Linked DNA regions of Macaca mulatta: region 2 is linked to region 1. The links are chromatin contacts, called in public Hi-C maps. All regions are on one chromosome and are shown on one strand. Each heading gives the region's core, a stretch centred on a gene start, on an enhancer-like site or on the middle of the called end of the contact. The rest is flanking DNA. Distances are from core to core; before and after follow the strand shown.

Region 1 (6,920 bases), core at 672-3,171:
GCTTCCGGAGTCACCTCTTTGAGAGCCTGGAGCCTGCAGTGTCTGACCCACCTCTCCAGTAGTAAGCATGGAACTTGAATCAAAAGAGGTGCTTAGTAAATAATACGTCCCTTTCTCTGACATCTCATGGCGCAACTCTTTGGATTTAGTCTAGTGGTGAAGAACTTGGCTTCTGCAGTCAGATTGCGTGAGTTCAAATTCCAGCACCCAGTTGTGTTACCTTGGGCAATTTTTGTGCACTACAGTTTCCCTACATGCAAGGCAGGGATGATAATGATACCTGCAGACTAGGGTAGTTATAAGGACTAAATGAAATCATGCTTATATGATCACTAAAGATATGACCAGCATACAGCATCCCAATGTGTTTTTAAGTGCTGCTTGTCACTTTGCACAACCCCTCCATTCACTCAATCCAACAATTACGGGTTGAGTATTTTCAGTCTTAGGCATTGTGCTGGGTGCTTAGATTCAGAAAAATCTTGCCAGACTCCGGGGTCTCCATTCCCAAAGGTGGTTAAATATTCCCAAATCACCCCAAATGAAAGTTCTTTGCCTCTTCTACCCAGATAAATAGGTATTTGCTATCTGTAATACCGAAAAGATTAGGGGTGAACGTCTGTTCATTTTTCATCAGCACATCTGGTTTTTAGGTGAAAAGCTGCCAGGAATTTTGAAACATCTTGTTACTTTAGACATCAGAAGGCGGGGAGATTTCCCATTATTAATTGTATGTAAAAACTTCTTTATGCCCCAGGGTTAGGGCAAAGCTGAGATTTCATAGGTCAGTGAAAGCTTACCATCATTGTTTTTGCTTGGTAATAATTTTATTTAGGGAGGAGGAAGAAGAGAAGGGAGGTGATTTCCAGAATGATAAAGCAATGTGTCAATGCCATGCAGTTTCGAGAGGCCACTGAGGTGGTAGGGAAAGCATTGCCCGTGTGTGGCTCCATCTCCCCAGCCTCAGTTTCCCTTTTCGTAAGATAAGGATAACAGAACTTCCTGCGTAGTGTGGGTTGAGGTTTCAAGGAGAGCATGAACGTGGAAACACATCAGTGCCTTTTGCCTGCTAAATGCTTCTTGTTTATTTCTAGCCCTGCCACATGTTTGCAAATCTTTGCAATGTGCAGTTGGAAGGGAAAGTGGGGATAGAGAAGGTAGATTTGATTTGAGAGTTTGTGCACACAGTGGTGGGTCTGAGTTTGGGGGCCTGGCTAGAAACAAGTGGCTTTTTTGGTGGCACCTAGTGCGCCTTCTCTTGAGACAGAGGCTCTGTAAACCCCCCTCAGCATCAAACTTCGCACCACCGTCCCTTTGTCACGGCATCCTTCCTTCTCCACTCGAGAGAGGCAGGACACAGAACCCAGGCCCAGCCCAGCGAGCCCGAGCCAGACTGCCTCGGGCCGGTGTTGCTCGGCCTCTCTGGGGAATCTGGGAGGCTCGGCCAGGCCTGAATCGGCCCGGGTCCCGAGGTCAAGGTCGGGGTCAGGGTCGGGGTCCGGTCGTACGCGCTGGCACGGCCTGCGGTCGGGCGCGCACAGACGAGCGCGGGGCCTCCCCGCAGGCTGCGCTGCCTGCCGGCCTCGGGAACTGACCAGGCCGCGTGTGAGCGCCGGGATTCCTGATCCTGCCTTAAATATGCCGGTTATTTTTATCTCCCTACGTCAGGCAGCGAAGGCCATCCCACCGGTGGCCCAGGCGGCTGCTACACAATGTTTCCCTTTAGTCGGGAGGGGAAATGGAGGGAGGCCAGACTTCCTGATCACATGGTGCTGAAGTCAATGAAAAAAAATTAAGGGGGACCCCTCCCTTTTTCTTCAATGCCTGATCCAGATTCCCCCCTCCCTGCTCCCCCGACCCACCCCCTCTGGGCTCCGCGCGTCGGAGGGAAGCGCAGCCTCCCAGGCGGAGGGCCAGCGAGGCAGGAGAGCGCGCGCAAACATAAACACGAGACTGTTGCAGTAATTGGTGGCTCTGAACACACTGAGGAAATGAGAGGCTTGTACGAAACATCAGCCGACAAGAAACGGGGTGATGTCAGACAGCCTTCCAGGATTAGAAACCCTTAAAAGCTCCGAGCCCGCGGCCGCTGCGGAAAACTCGGCTCTCCGGCTCTCCCGGGTAGGAAGCCGGGATTTCGCTTTTGCCCGACTCCCTCGGGGCACTCGCCTTCTCTCTTCCTTACTTTCTCTCTCTTCTCTCTCTCTCTCGCTCTCTCTCTCTTTTCTTTTCTTTCTTTTCTTTTTCTTTTCTCTCTTTCCTCTCTCTCTCATCTTTCTCTTTCTTTTTTTCTTCTTTCTCTTTTCCTTGCTTCTTTTCTTTTCCTGTCCTTCCTCTTCTCCCTCTTGCCCTCCCTCCCCACCACTTTTTCTCTTTCTGTTTCTCTGGCTGTCACTGTCTCTCTGTCTTCTCTCTCTTCTTTTTTTTTTCTTTTACCTTCTTTATTAAAAAGAAAGGAAGAGGCCGCATCAGAAGATTTCCATTTCTAAGGCACCTCGTACTTTTATATGTTTTCCCTCCTTTGAAACACCAAACTGGACCCAACTCCTACATAAGTCCAAAGGGACAAGTAAAACTGGGGTGTCGGTCACTTGAGTTTGTTATAACTTTCCCTTCTTCTCAGTGCCCCTTTCTCACCCCCCTTTTCGGATTAGAAGTTCATATTGCAATCATTTGCCAACATGTTGGAAGGGCTGGAAATAAACAAAAAGCATTTACCAAGGACAACAGCAGCCTCCCCACCGCGAAATGGGGAAAATGCTTGCAAAAATCTGGCAGTTTCAGAAGAGAATATAGATTTCCCAGTAATATGTATCCCAGCCACCTAGCTAATAACACTAGTGGCTGCTGCCCCATTTTCTGTCCATAGTTTAATTAAGACTAAAAGTGCTTACACGTATGTGTGTATAAACACACACACACTCACCCTCCCTTAGGCCACAGGGCAGAGTAGCTAACAGCCAGTGAGCAGGGAGGATCTTGTATCACATCCAGCAGGAACTCGCATGTGTCTTAAAGTTGGAGGCCAGTTACTTAGTCACATCTGTTCAGTGACACCAAAAGTGATGTCTGTCAAGGCTATTTCTCTTCGTGTCCACCAGGATTAATGAGGCAATGTTTGGAAAGTGCTTGAGCCCCCACCATGAAAGGCACCCAAGACACCTTTTCAAAGAATGATTTATGTCCAGCTTTATCTAAATAGGAACCGAAAAAGCATTTTTCTTGTCTGTAGAGCAGGTGAACTCAGCACCTGACTTCTTGCTTGGGGACATTTCAGAAGCTTTCGAATCTGCCTTATTAATTGGTCTGATACCTCTTTACCATGAAGGCACGTTTTTTCTTTCTTCCTGAGCCTCCAGAAAAGGTCATATCAAGGCTGAGTTTGTACAGCCTCAGAGGAATACGACTGGTTCCAAAGACTTGGTTTCCTTCCCTGCTGCTTATGGTGAGAACAATGTCCCCCAACCTGAACCTTCCTCCCTCCCCTGCACACTCATAAATCTTGTGGTGATTTAGTTCCCCTCAATGCTTGACACTCCTAAGCTGTAGTAATTTGAGCCAAGCATACTTTTTGGTTTTATCCAGTATACCTGCGGTTATACCACTCACCAAGAAGTGCATCATAGCTCTGTTTTCAACTTCTTTTTTTTTTTTTCTTGGAGTTTCATTCTTGTTGCCCAGGCTGGAGTGCAATGGTACGATCTCAGCTCACTGCATCCTCCACCTCCCGGGTTCAAGCCATTCTCCTGCCTCAGCCTCCCGAGTAGCTGGGATTACAGACCTGCGTCACCGCACCTGGTCAATTTTGTATTTTTAGTAGAGATGGGATTTCTCCATGTTGGCTAGGCTGGTCTCGAACTCCCAACCTCAGGTGATCCACCCGCTTCAGCCTCCCAAAGTGCTGGGATAACAGGCGTGAGGCACCGTGCCCGGCCTGTTTTACACTTCTTGTGGGGACATTTTCCATCTCTGATGTTTTTCTTGTGCTCTGCAATCCCAGTGGGCAGCCTCATCTCTTCCTAGTCATTTCCTGATGTCTTTGTGTTGGGTGAAAGTGTCCCTACTCCTGCCACTGCTCCACCTAGCCACTTTGGCGTCTCCCTGTCTGTTATTTATTTATTTTTCTTTTGGGACGGAGTCTTGCTCTGTCGCCCAGGCTGGAATGCAATGGCGCGATCTCCGTTCATTGCAGCCTCCACCTCCCAGTGATCCCAAGTGATTCTCCTGCCTCAGCCTCCTGAGTAGCTGGTATTACAGATGCCTGCCACCATGCCTGGCTAATTTTTGTATTTTTAGTAGAAACGGGATTTCACCATGTTGACCAGGCTGGTCTCAAACTCCTAACCTCAAGCAATCCACCCCCCCACTCAGCCTCCCAAAGTGCTGGGATTACAGGCATGAGCCACAGCACCTGGCCATCATCATGTGTTTATACCAAACTTCTCCCCATCCCCTCAGTGAACTCCCCACAGCCCTCTGGGCCTCCCATGCTCTTAGACCTGCCCTCTTCTCTGCTGGGAATGTTCTTTTCCTCTCATCACTGCCTGGTGAACTTCTTCCCACTCAAAGCCCAGATACAGTACTACTGCTTCTCCAAAGCGGTCCCAACTTTTTTACTCAGAGCCAGCCTCCTCTGTCTTCCATGCCTTGCTCTCCACTCAGACTCCCATAGTGGTGTATGTTGGACTCCAGCGATCTTTTGACCTGCCTGTCTCTTTCACTGGAAGGGCACCTTCCAGTGTGGGCTTCTCCACACAGGGACTGTATCTTGTTTGACTTTGTGTCCTAAGAGTACATAGAGCCCTAACTCATGGAAAGGTTCAGTGAATGTTTGTTGAAAGAATAAAAGAACGAATGAGGCCAGGCTTGGTGGCTCACGTCTGTAATCTCAGCACTTTGGGAAGCTGAGACAGGCAGATCACCTGAGGTCAGGAGTTCGAGACCAGCCTAGCCAACATGGTGAAACCCTGTCTCTACTAAAAGTACAAAAATTAGCAGGGTGTGGTGGCAGGCACCTGTAATCCCAGCTACTCAGGAGGCTGAGGCAGGAGAATCACTTGAACCCAGGAGGCGGAGGTTGCAGTGAGTTGAGATCACGCCACTGCACTCCAGCCTGGGCAACAGAGCTAGACTCCATCTCAAAAGAGATAAAAAAGAATGAATGGACCAAGAACCCTTCTCTAGGGAAATTACAGCCTATCTGACAGGATTATGGAGTACTCTAGGGCCTTATGCATGTCCCCCAACTCCCAGCCTCCAGAGCGCCACTTCTGACTTGATTTAATGAGATGATGCAGTGATTTGTATAACTCTAAGCTCCTTCTCCCTTTGTGTCACTGAATCAGCCTAACATTATTATCCCTACCCACAAGAGATGAGGGAGAGGGAGAGGGGCTGAAGGAGAGGAGGTGACTAGCAAAGGTTTCATATCCCAAAAGTGGGAGAGCCAGTCTCAGGTCAACTTGGATACAAAGATCCCACCCCATCCCTACCCCACCAAGCATATATTCATGAACACACACACACACATACAGACACACATATACACACAGATCTAGCCATTTGGCAGCCCAGTAATATAAATATTGTTATTATTTCCATTGTATAGATGAGAAATCTGAGACTCAAAGAGGTTAGATACTTGCTCAGAGTAACACAGCTACGTAGGAAAAACTAAGTAGGAAAAGTACATTCTTATTGCCCTAACAAGCAACTAGACCGAGGATCTGGAAGCAGAAGAGATAAAAAGATATGGATCCCAATGATTTAGCTTTATGCCATCTCTATCAATTTAGACAATCTTGATGGTATGAAGATGCTGGAGTCTGGGATTCTTTTTTTTTTTTTTTTTTTTTTTTTGAGACAGGGTCTCACTCTGTCACCCAGGCTGGAGTGCAGTGGTGTGATCTCGGCTCACTGCAAGCTCCACCTCCCAGATTCATGCCATTCTCCTGACTCAGCCTCCCGAGTAGCTGGGACTACAGGCACCTGCCACCACACCCGGCTAATTTTTTGTATTTTTAGTGGAGATGGGGTTTCACCGTGTTAGCTAGGACGGTCTTGATCTCCTGACCTTGTGATCCACCTGCCTTGGTCTCCCAAAGTGCTGGGATTACAGGCGAGTCTGGGATTCTTAGAATGGGTGTGGTGGAAACACTGAAGCGTCACTTTATCCAACCTACTTTATCCCCAAGTGGCCAAGTTGGGGCACAGAGTGTGCTAAGTATGAGCCTAGTGTCACATAGTCTGTGAGTGAGGGTCCAACCTACAACCCAGGCAGATCTCACTCCCTCCTAATGTTCCTTCTTCCTACAGAAATGTCTTGGAGCTAGGTAATTGTTATTGTGAGATTATTTCCCACTTTCACCTTTGACCATGAAGAGAATCAGAAACAAGAACTTTATGACATTCTTTCAGACATCAGTGGAAAGGTGACGTGGGCAGGGACCCTGAGACAAGCCCTGGGGAATGACAGACATATTGCCTGCCCTTACATTCTTGCTGGCAGCAAAGGCAGAGCTAGGTTTGATTTTTGGCAGAAATGACATTTCTTGGGCAGTTATCTCCCTTGCATTCTTGTTACCTCCAGATGACCCATAGCCAGACATCCTCATCAGGGTCATATTCTGCCTACATATTGGAACTTAGGGAAATTGGGTAGCTTTATTTGATAGCCAGTTACTAGCTGAGTGGGCCTAGCAAGTGATATCACCTCTCTGAGCCTCTATGTACTCATTTGTAAAATGGGGATGAATGAAGTACTTGCCATGCCTACTTCACAAGATGTTGATATATGTCAGATGGGTCTATATATGTTAGGAGGGCTTTGTGATGTCATGGCCAAATACAAGTTGTTAATGTGACCATTAGTAGCCATGGCCCAGCTATAAGCAGCCAGCTCAAGAGGCCAGCTTCCGCAG
Region 2 (7,287 bases), core at 79-2,578, 150 kb before region 1:
CCGGCTACGCCGCTCTCCAAGTCTGTGGCCACGGTCGCCGCCGCCAGGTCATACGGGCGGCCGGGAAGCACCGGGGGAAGTCGCTTCATGTGGGAGAGCTCCTCCCGCCAGCGCTGAGGGGACAGGGCGGGAGAGGCCCGTCAGTGGTGGTCCCCTGTTGCCACCCGACATACCGACGTGCTGGCGGGCCACACGCAACTGCACCGCCCAGACATGGGGACTGGTCAGGCAGCAATCACCCGGGAACCCAGGGCGCCAGGGCTGCAATCTCGGCCCACACCCGGGTCGGAGAAGAGGTGATGCGTCTGTATCGCGGGCGTTATGTACTGTCTACCCAATTGCGTGTGAGCGAGCGCCACGGCTGGTCCCTCCCCCGCCAAGTCCCGTGGACGTCCCCGGAATTGGCACACCGAGGCTCTCTCGGTGCGCTCTAGCCACGGGGCCGCCTACGCGCTAAACTCACTCTGGCCCAGCCAGTGTCTGGGGATGCGGCCACCTCCCGCCTGGTGGCCTGCGCGCGCCCGCCCTACCGACAGGGCGCCCGGGGACTGGTGAAGACCCGGCTTGCGCCCCAGGCGGCTCCGCAGTGCTCGCACCACGGGCATGTACAGCTGAGCCAAGGGCACGGAAGCTAACCCGGGAAGGCTGCGGAGTCCGCGCGGTGGCCGCTCCTTACCCTCGTTCAGTGGCTTAGTGACCCCAGAGCTCCGCCCGCCCCCACCACACCCACGGAAACCCACCGGGCGTTCCCGGCGGCCCGGGGTGATACGATACTCACGTTATTCGGGGCACCTGCTTGACGCAGTGTCTTCTCCCTTCCCGCCGGGCCAGACGCGAACGTGGAGAAAGATGGGAGCAGCGCGTCGCTGACAGCCATGTCAGACTCGCCAGGTGGCTGCCTGCGAGCCGGGCAGGGCGCAGAGACAGAGTCAGGGGCGGCTTTCGGCCGTCGTTCCGGCGCGTCCCACCGGTCCTCACCCCTCCCTGCTCCCAGCGCCGCGCGCCTCACCTACCTCATTAATTCGGGGGCCCAGAAAGGTCCTCGGGAGCCCGAAGCAGCTGGGGCACCCGAACCCCAAAGTCAACGTAGAGAAGAAACGAAGCCAAAACCGAAAACCCCAAATTGGCCGAGATCCTTCTTCTTTGGATTAAATATAAATTGGAAGCGTCCTTTTTAAAAAGTTCCTTTGTATACAAAAGTTCTTGGAAAAGTTGTAAACTCAAAAACAGACAATCAGCAAGGCGAGTAAGTAGGTCCGGTGGCCGGGCTGCGCTCTCTTCCACTCAGCAGCGTCCCCCACCGCTGTCGCGGTCGCCTTGAGTGCTGCCGTGGGCGCAGGGGCTGTGGCCGGGGCGGTGGGCGGATGGTGCCGCCAGGTGAGACTGGCTGCGGTGGCGCGGAGCTGCGAACTGGTTGGCGGCGCAGGGCGCGGAGTCCGGGGAGTTGTGTGGAACGCGCGCGGCCATGGGCGCGGGCCACGGGCGGGTGCGAGGGTGGGGGGCCAGAGGGGCGGGGAGGGTCACTCGGCGGCTCCCGGTGCCGCCGCCGCCGCCCGCCACCGCCTCTGCTCCCCGCGCGCCCGCAGACACGTTCGCTCTCTCTGGTCGGGGAACTGCCGGCCGCCGGCGCGCGCTCCTTACTTATAACTTCCTTCGCTAACAGCCTTTTCCTCCGCCTTCTCCCATGCCCCGCCCCTCCCTTTCTTCTCTCCGCCCCCCCCGAGGCTCCCCTCCATCGTTGCTATGGCAGCTAAATCAACAAACTCGGCGCACGTGGGGGCGGGGGAGGGGAAGGAGGGGCGCGGGCGGGGCCGGGCCGGGCCGGGCCGTGACGCCAGCCGGGCAGCTGGCGGGCTGGAGCCGAGCTGACGCCGGCGGCAGTGGTGTCGGCGGCGGCGGCGTCCGCCCCAGAGCTGGGCGCGAGGAACCGGGCGCAGGTTCGGTCTCTGCGCGACCAGGGCAGTACTCACCGCCATTGTCGGCTCCGTGGGTTCGAAGCCCGCGAAGACTGGTGGGGTCAGCGGGCGGGACGGTCACGCGTCCCCACCCCTGCTCGCATACGCGCTTGCCGCGCTGTCTGCGCGCTGGAGAAGAGCGCGATTATCCGCGTGACTCATCCAGCCCTCGGTCTCCCCCTCCCTCCCTGCGCTCGCTGGAGTCCGCTCTCGCCGCGCAGCGCCAGTGCCCGTGCCGGCGCTCGGCCTGACCTCGCACGGTTCCTCGCGGTCCCTTCTGCCGAGGGGTGGGGGGCGCTAGGGGTGTGGAGAGGAAGCGGGTGCCCAGCACTGTGCAGCGTGAACTGGGAGCCTCAGGAGAAGGCCAGAGGAGTGTTCCGCCGGGAACAGGCAGAAAGAGGCAAGAGTGGGGAGTTATGGTTTTGATACTTTAAAAAGCGAGAAAGGGAATGAAAGGGCTCAAGATTTACTCAAAGGGGTGAGGGAGAGAAGAGGGACTGTGAGGCGCGGAGACACTTTTCAACCAGCCGTCTCGAAGCACTCTTTCTCTCTCTCTCTCTCTCTCTCTCTCTCTCTCTCTCTCTCTCTCTCCCCCCCCCCCTCTCTCCCTCTCCCCTTCTTTCTCTCTCTTTCTTTCTTCTTTCTCTTTCCTTTCTTTTTCTTTTTGGACACACTCGCTCTGTCACCCAGGCTGGAATGCAGTGGCACGATCTCAGCTCACTGCAACATCCTCCTCCTGGGTTCAAGCGATTCTCCTGCCTCAGCCTCCCGAGTAGCGGGGATTACAGGCGTGCTCTACGACCCCGGCTAATTTTTGTTGTTTTTCGTAGAGACGGAGTTTCTGGGCCAGGCAGGTCTCGAACATCTGACCTCAAGTGATCCGCCCGCCTCGGCCTTCCACAGTGCTGGGATTACAGGCGTGAGCCACTGCGCCCGGCCTCGAAACACTTTTCAAGCCACGCACTCTCCTTTCCTCTTTATGGATGAGAAACTGAGTCATAAAGAGGTGAAATGGCCAGTAAAGGTCAAAGGACAACTCGTTCCTTCGGCTCAGGCTCCGGGTAGGTCAGGCCCCCCGACTTCGCTGGGAAGTGACTATGTGCCAGGATCCTAGCTCCCGAAAAGTGCACACCGAGGCCGCCGCAGGCGTCCTCGCCCACCGGGAAGGGAATAGGAAACGGCGATCTTCAGTCTTATAACGCTGCCCCCCCCCAACCCCCATTCCTCTTGGTTTGTGATCAGTAATTTTCCAGCTGGGAAATGTTTTGCTCTCATCTTCTCAGCAAACAGTATTTTTTTTTTAAACGTGAATGTGGTGTTCGGTATCACTTTCTAAACGTAGGCTTGGCGAGGTGTTTACTTTGGATTCGGGCGCGCGGCGCGGGGCTCCGCCCCCCTCTCCACGGAGCCCCCTCACCGGTGAATGCTGGCGCTTAGCCTGGTGTCAACCTAGGAAAGAAAAGGGAGGGGAGACTGGGGAAAGGGATGGAAGCTCGGGCACCGGGCAGAGAGTGCGCTCACCCCTTTTTGAGTTCTAGTTGCCAACGTCCTTTGTCGTTGTCACCTGTTTGAACCCTGCGATTCTGGTACCTATTAGGTTTCCTCAGAATATTTGTGATACCTGATTTTTCCACTCCTCACCAACCACAGAAGCATTCTTGGAATGCATCTCGCCCAGAATGAATTGACTAGGCCCTCCCTGCCAACGCCAGGAATCCCTCTTAAGATCCAGAGTCGGACACCCTTGAGTGTGACTTCCATCCTCTAGTTTGGCTCTGGCCAAGGGCTGCCAGGGCTGCAGCTGAGGGAGGGGAGTGTTTTGGCAGGGAAACTGAGGTCCCCCTTCCCATGGCCTCGAGGGGTTCAACCCCACCCCCATAGGATCAGGCCAGTTACTTTAACTCTGATTTTTACTTTAAGCGCTTTTCAAACGGAAGAACCAAAAAAGGAAGACAACTGCCACCTCCTCCCCTACTCCTTTAATTGTGATGGCAACATCTTGGGACGCTGTGATTTGAGGGCTGCATGGAAAACTCACCACTTTTTCAGGAAAGCCAAAGTCCCTTACCCGGGATAATCAGTGGATGAGCCCTTGATGGGCAGCCATCTCCCTTGGGATGTAAACATGTGGGTCAGGACTTGGAATTTCCAACTTAGGTAGGGAGCACACTAGATTATTTCTGCTCTACTTTCATTTCTCTAAGGCAGTAGCCCTTCCCCCTCAAAAAAACTATCCGTAACCACCACAATGAAAAAACAATATTGCACAGATGAAGTGGAAAGCCACTATTATTATGTCATATAATCAAGACAAGATTCTGAAACTCCATTGAAAAAGATGAACTTGTTTCCAACCGGCCTTGTAAAAGCCAGTCTCTCTTGGTGGCAGGCAACTCTGGTTATTCCTCTGATTGCGTCATAAAGGGGAATCTCTATATTCACCCCAGAGTTAGTTCTAAAAGAAGCAAGGAACTTCAAGTTCACAAATAGTCTTTCAAGGCAGGTGCCCTGTATGACAACAAGGTTATGGCCCTCCCTGTCTTCAGAACAGGTAGGGCCAGAAGAGTTAAATCCTTGCCCTATATAATTTATAAACATGAGGCTGAGTAAACCTTTGATGACTAAATTGCACTGTAGAATAATAATAATAGAAGACACCCTTTAAAGAAGAATTAAACACACACTGGTGACTTTATTTCAACAAACTGATATTACTAGTTTTGTGAACTGGAAGTTAATTATTAATATCCTTGGAGTTATAAAATAATTTTTTTCCCAGCACAAACTGCATTAGTTGGCAGAAGATGTGATGAACACCATTAGTACTAGGGGATTAATGTGGAGCCATGGAAGGGTGCGATAGACTGAAGAAGCTGCATCCATGTTTCAGATGAAAGATTCAGGACCCGTAACTGGGCATGGGGTCTGGACACATAGAGCACCCCTTGACCTGGCTGCACCCTGGCTGGGTGTCTCTGCATAACTGCCACAGGACTCAAGAAAAACTACTTTTTTTTTATTTTTTTTGAGACGGAATCTCATTCTGTAGCCCAAGCTGGAGTGCAGTGGCGTGATCTTGGCTCACTGCAACCTCCACCTCCAGGGCTTAAGCGATTCTCGTGCCTCAAGCTCCAGAGTAGCTGAGACTATAGGCACGTGCCACCATGCCCAGCTAATTTTTTGTATTTTAGTAGAGATGAGGTTTCACTATGTTGGCCAGGGTGGTCTCGAACTCCTGAGCTCAGGTGATCCACCCACCTCTGCCTCCCAAAGTGCTGGGATTACAGGCATGAGCCACTGCACCCGGCCTGAAAAACTGCTTTTTAAAAAGGTGAAAACGAGATGCTTTTGAGTACCCAAATTGCTTTGAAATGAAATCCCTGCTAGTAACTAAAAGGAGTTTGCAACTTTCACAAGGTGGCAAAGCTTTTCTCAGCCTCCACGCTCATCTCCTGGTGAACACCAGCCTCTTTTTACCCTCTGTCTTGTGTAGACTTTAGAGGTCAGGAAAGTGGGCTTTGACCCTTGTTTCCCAACATGACTCTGCTGCTTTGTAGCTGGGCAAGTTACTGACCTTACTTTGCACTTTGCCTGTTTCCTCTTCTGTAAAACGGGGATATTAATAATGCCTACTTCTTAGAGTGACGAGGATCAAATCAGATAATCTAAAGTAAAGTATTTAGCACAGACTTAACACTCAATACATAGTAGCTATTACTATCACCAGTATTCCCCAGGGTATCATAAACATGATGAGGCTGAGGCTATTGTTTTGTTCACTGCTGTATCCCCAGGTCTTATAGTGCCTACCTAGCACATGGTAATGCCTTGTAAGTGTTTGCTGAATGAATGAATAATGCACATTTAATGTACTTTTTCTTTTTGAATAATCCATTAGCAGGAAGCTCATCTTTCAGCAATCAACTGTAGACTTATTAATCCCCTTTCTTATCAAGAACCACAACACACACAGACTTAAAATTTCATCATTCTCTCCCCGGTTTCTAAGATAGAAACCTGGATTTTCTTCATCTCCTCCCTCATTGTCTTTGACCTGAGCATCCAGACATCCGCAGAACTCATCCATTTCCATTCCTCAATATCTCCACTATCTTTTTGCTACTCTTGTGCTGCTTTGCTTTAAGCTCGCCTTATTTACAGCTTTGTTGTTGTTGTTGTTGTTGTTTTGAGACAGGGTCTCATTCTACTGCCCAGGCTGGAGTGCAATGGCACTGTCTTGGCTCACTGCAACCTTCACCGCCTGGGCTCAAGCGATCCTCCCACCTTAGCCTCCCGAGTAGCGAGTATCGTGCAACACTGATTCTCTTTTTTTTTTTTTTTGATAGAGATTTCGTCATGTTGGCCGGGCTGGTCTCAAACTCTTGTGTTCAAGCCATCCACCCACCTTGACCTCTCAAAGTGCTGGGATTACACATGTAAGCCACTGTGCCCAGCCTCAATTACAGCTTTTAATTATGTCTGTACACTCCAAACAGTCCTCTTGTCTCCTCCTTCAGAGCCCCACTGGCATTCTCCAGCTAGATCTAATCCATTTTGTTCACATACCACCACAGTTCTGTCTCTACTCACCTCCTCACCAGCCAATCTTTAAACAGCTCTGCTTTGCCTAGAGGAATAAAACCAAACTGTTTGGCTTGATGTACCCAACACTTACTACTCTGGCCCTAGACAAACTTTCCAGAATCTTCTCTAGAGACTGACCTCACCCTCTCTAAACTTAACTGGATGTTCTCTCAAATCCCTGAATACAGGATGTGTATTTTCATCAGCTGTTTTTCCTGTCTGAAATGCCCTTTCTCCCCTCAGGGCCCTCATCATACCCAAACTCCAAAAAGTCCCCCTTAATTGTTCCTTGGTCTATGAGTTCCCTTTTAAGCCAGTCCTTTTTTCTCCAAGCTCTAACAAAGCTGTGTGATGACTGCTATGATGTTTACCCAGTGGACTTGCATGATCTGGTTGTTTGTAGCTCCTGTTCCCCTGTGGCATCTTCAGGACAAATGCCCAATGACCATTAATTGTGGAATGAATGAAGAGAGCAAAACTGACTTGGCAAACTATTAATGGGGTGGAGGCAGGGAGTGGGGGGACCCGGTCCTTGTCAATAGCGTTTCTCTCTGAGAGGTCACTGGTTTGGTACTTCATTTTCCATCCCTTCTCTTCACCACTTCATCTCTTTCTTTGAAAAGTTCTATGAAGGAAAACTTTTCAAAGACAGTTATGAAGGAAATAAAATCCTTCATAACTCTGTACTCTCAAAAACAGTTGGACAAAGTAATAGAACAGTGCTGGCCAAGGCATTGTAATAAAACAA

What was found. Hi-C and Micro-C count contacts between places; a contact is called where the count stands out from the background.
Region 2: a contact with region 1 is called in a Hi-C map of fetal cortex germinal zone, with 2.3 times the contacts expected there. The contact joins the promoter of KLF4 here to the enhancer-like site in region 1. A contact is called at or near these places in 4 of 14 Hi-C or Micro-C datasets (cortical neurons, fetal cortex germinal zone, fetal cortical plate and 1 more).

Annotation. Positions count from the first base shown.
Region 1 is chr15:50,745,187-50,752,106 of T2T-MMU8v2.0, reverse strand. The region is part of intron 4 of LOC144334854 (a long non-coding RNA gene); the gene reads left to right. Among named protein-coding and RNA genes, the nearest start is that of KLF4, 150 kb to the left of the region's middle. Within about 2 kb of position 1,921, at least 28 of the 40 cell types and tissues checked have an H3K27ac peak or open chromatin away from gene starts, as enhancers often do. A contact at or near this core is called in fetal cortex germinal zone and fetal cortical plate, where this site is marked.
Region 2 is chr15:50,894,903-50,902,189 of T2T-MMU8v2.0, reverse strand. It overlaps KLF4 (KLF transcription factor 4), which reads right to left and starts at 1,328. Exons shown (of 5, transcript NM_001142793.2): 1 at 1,014-1,328; 2 at 779-899; 3 at 1-113. The coding sequence starts at 1,018.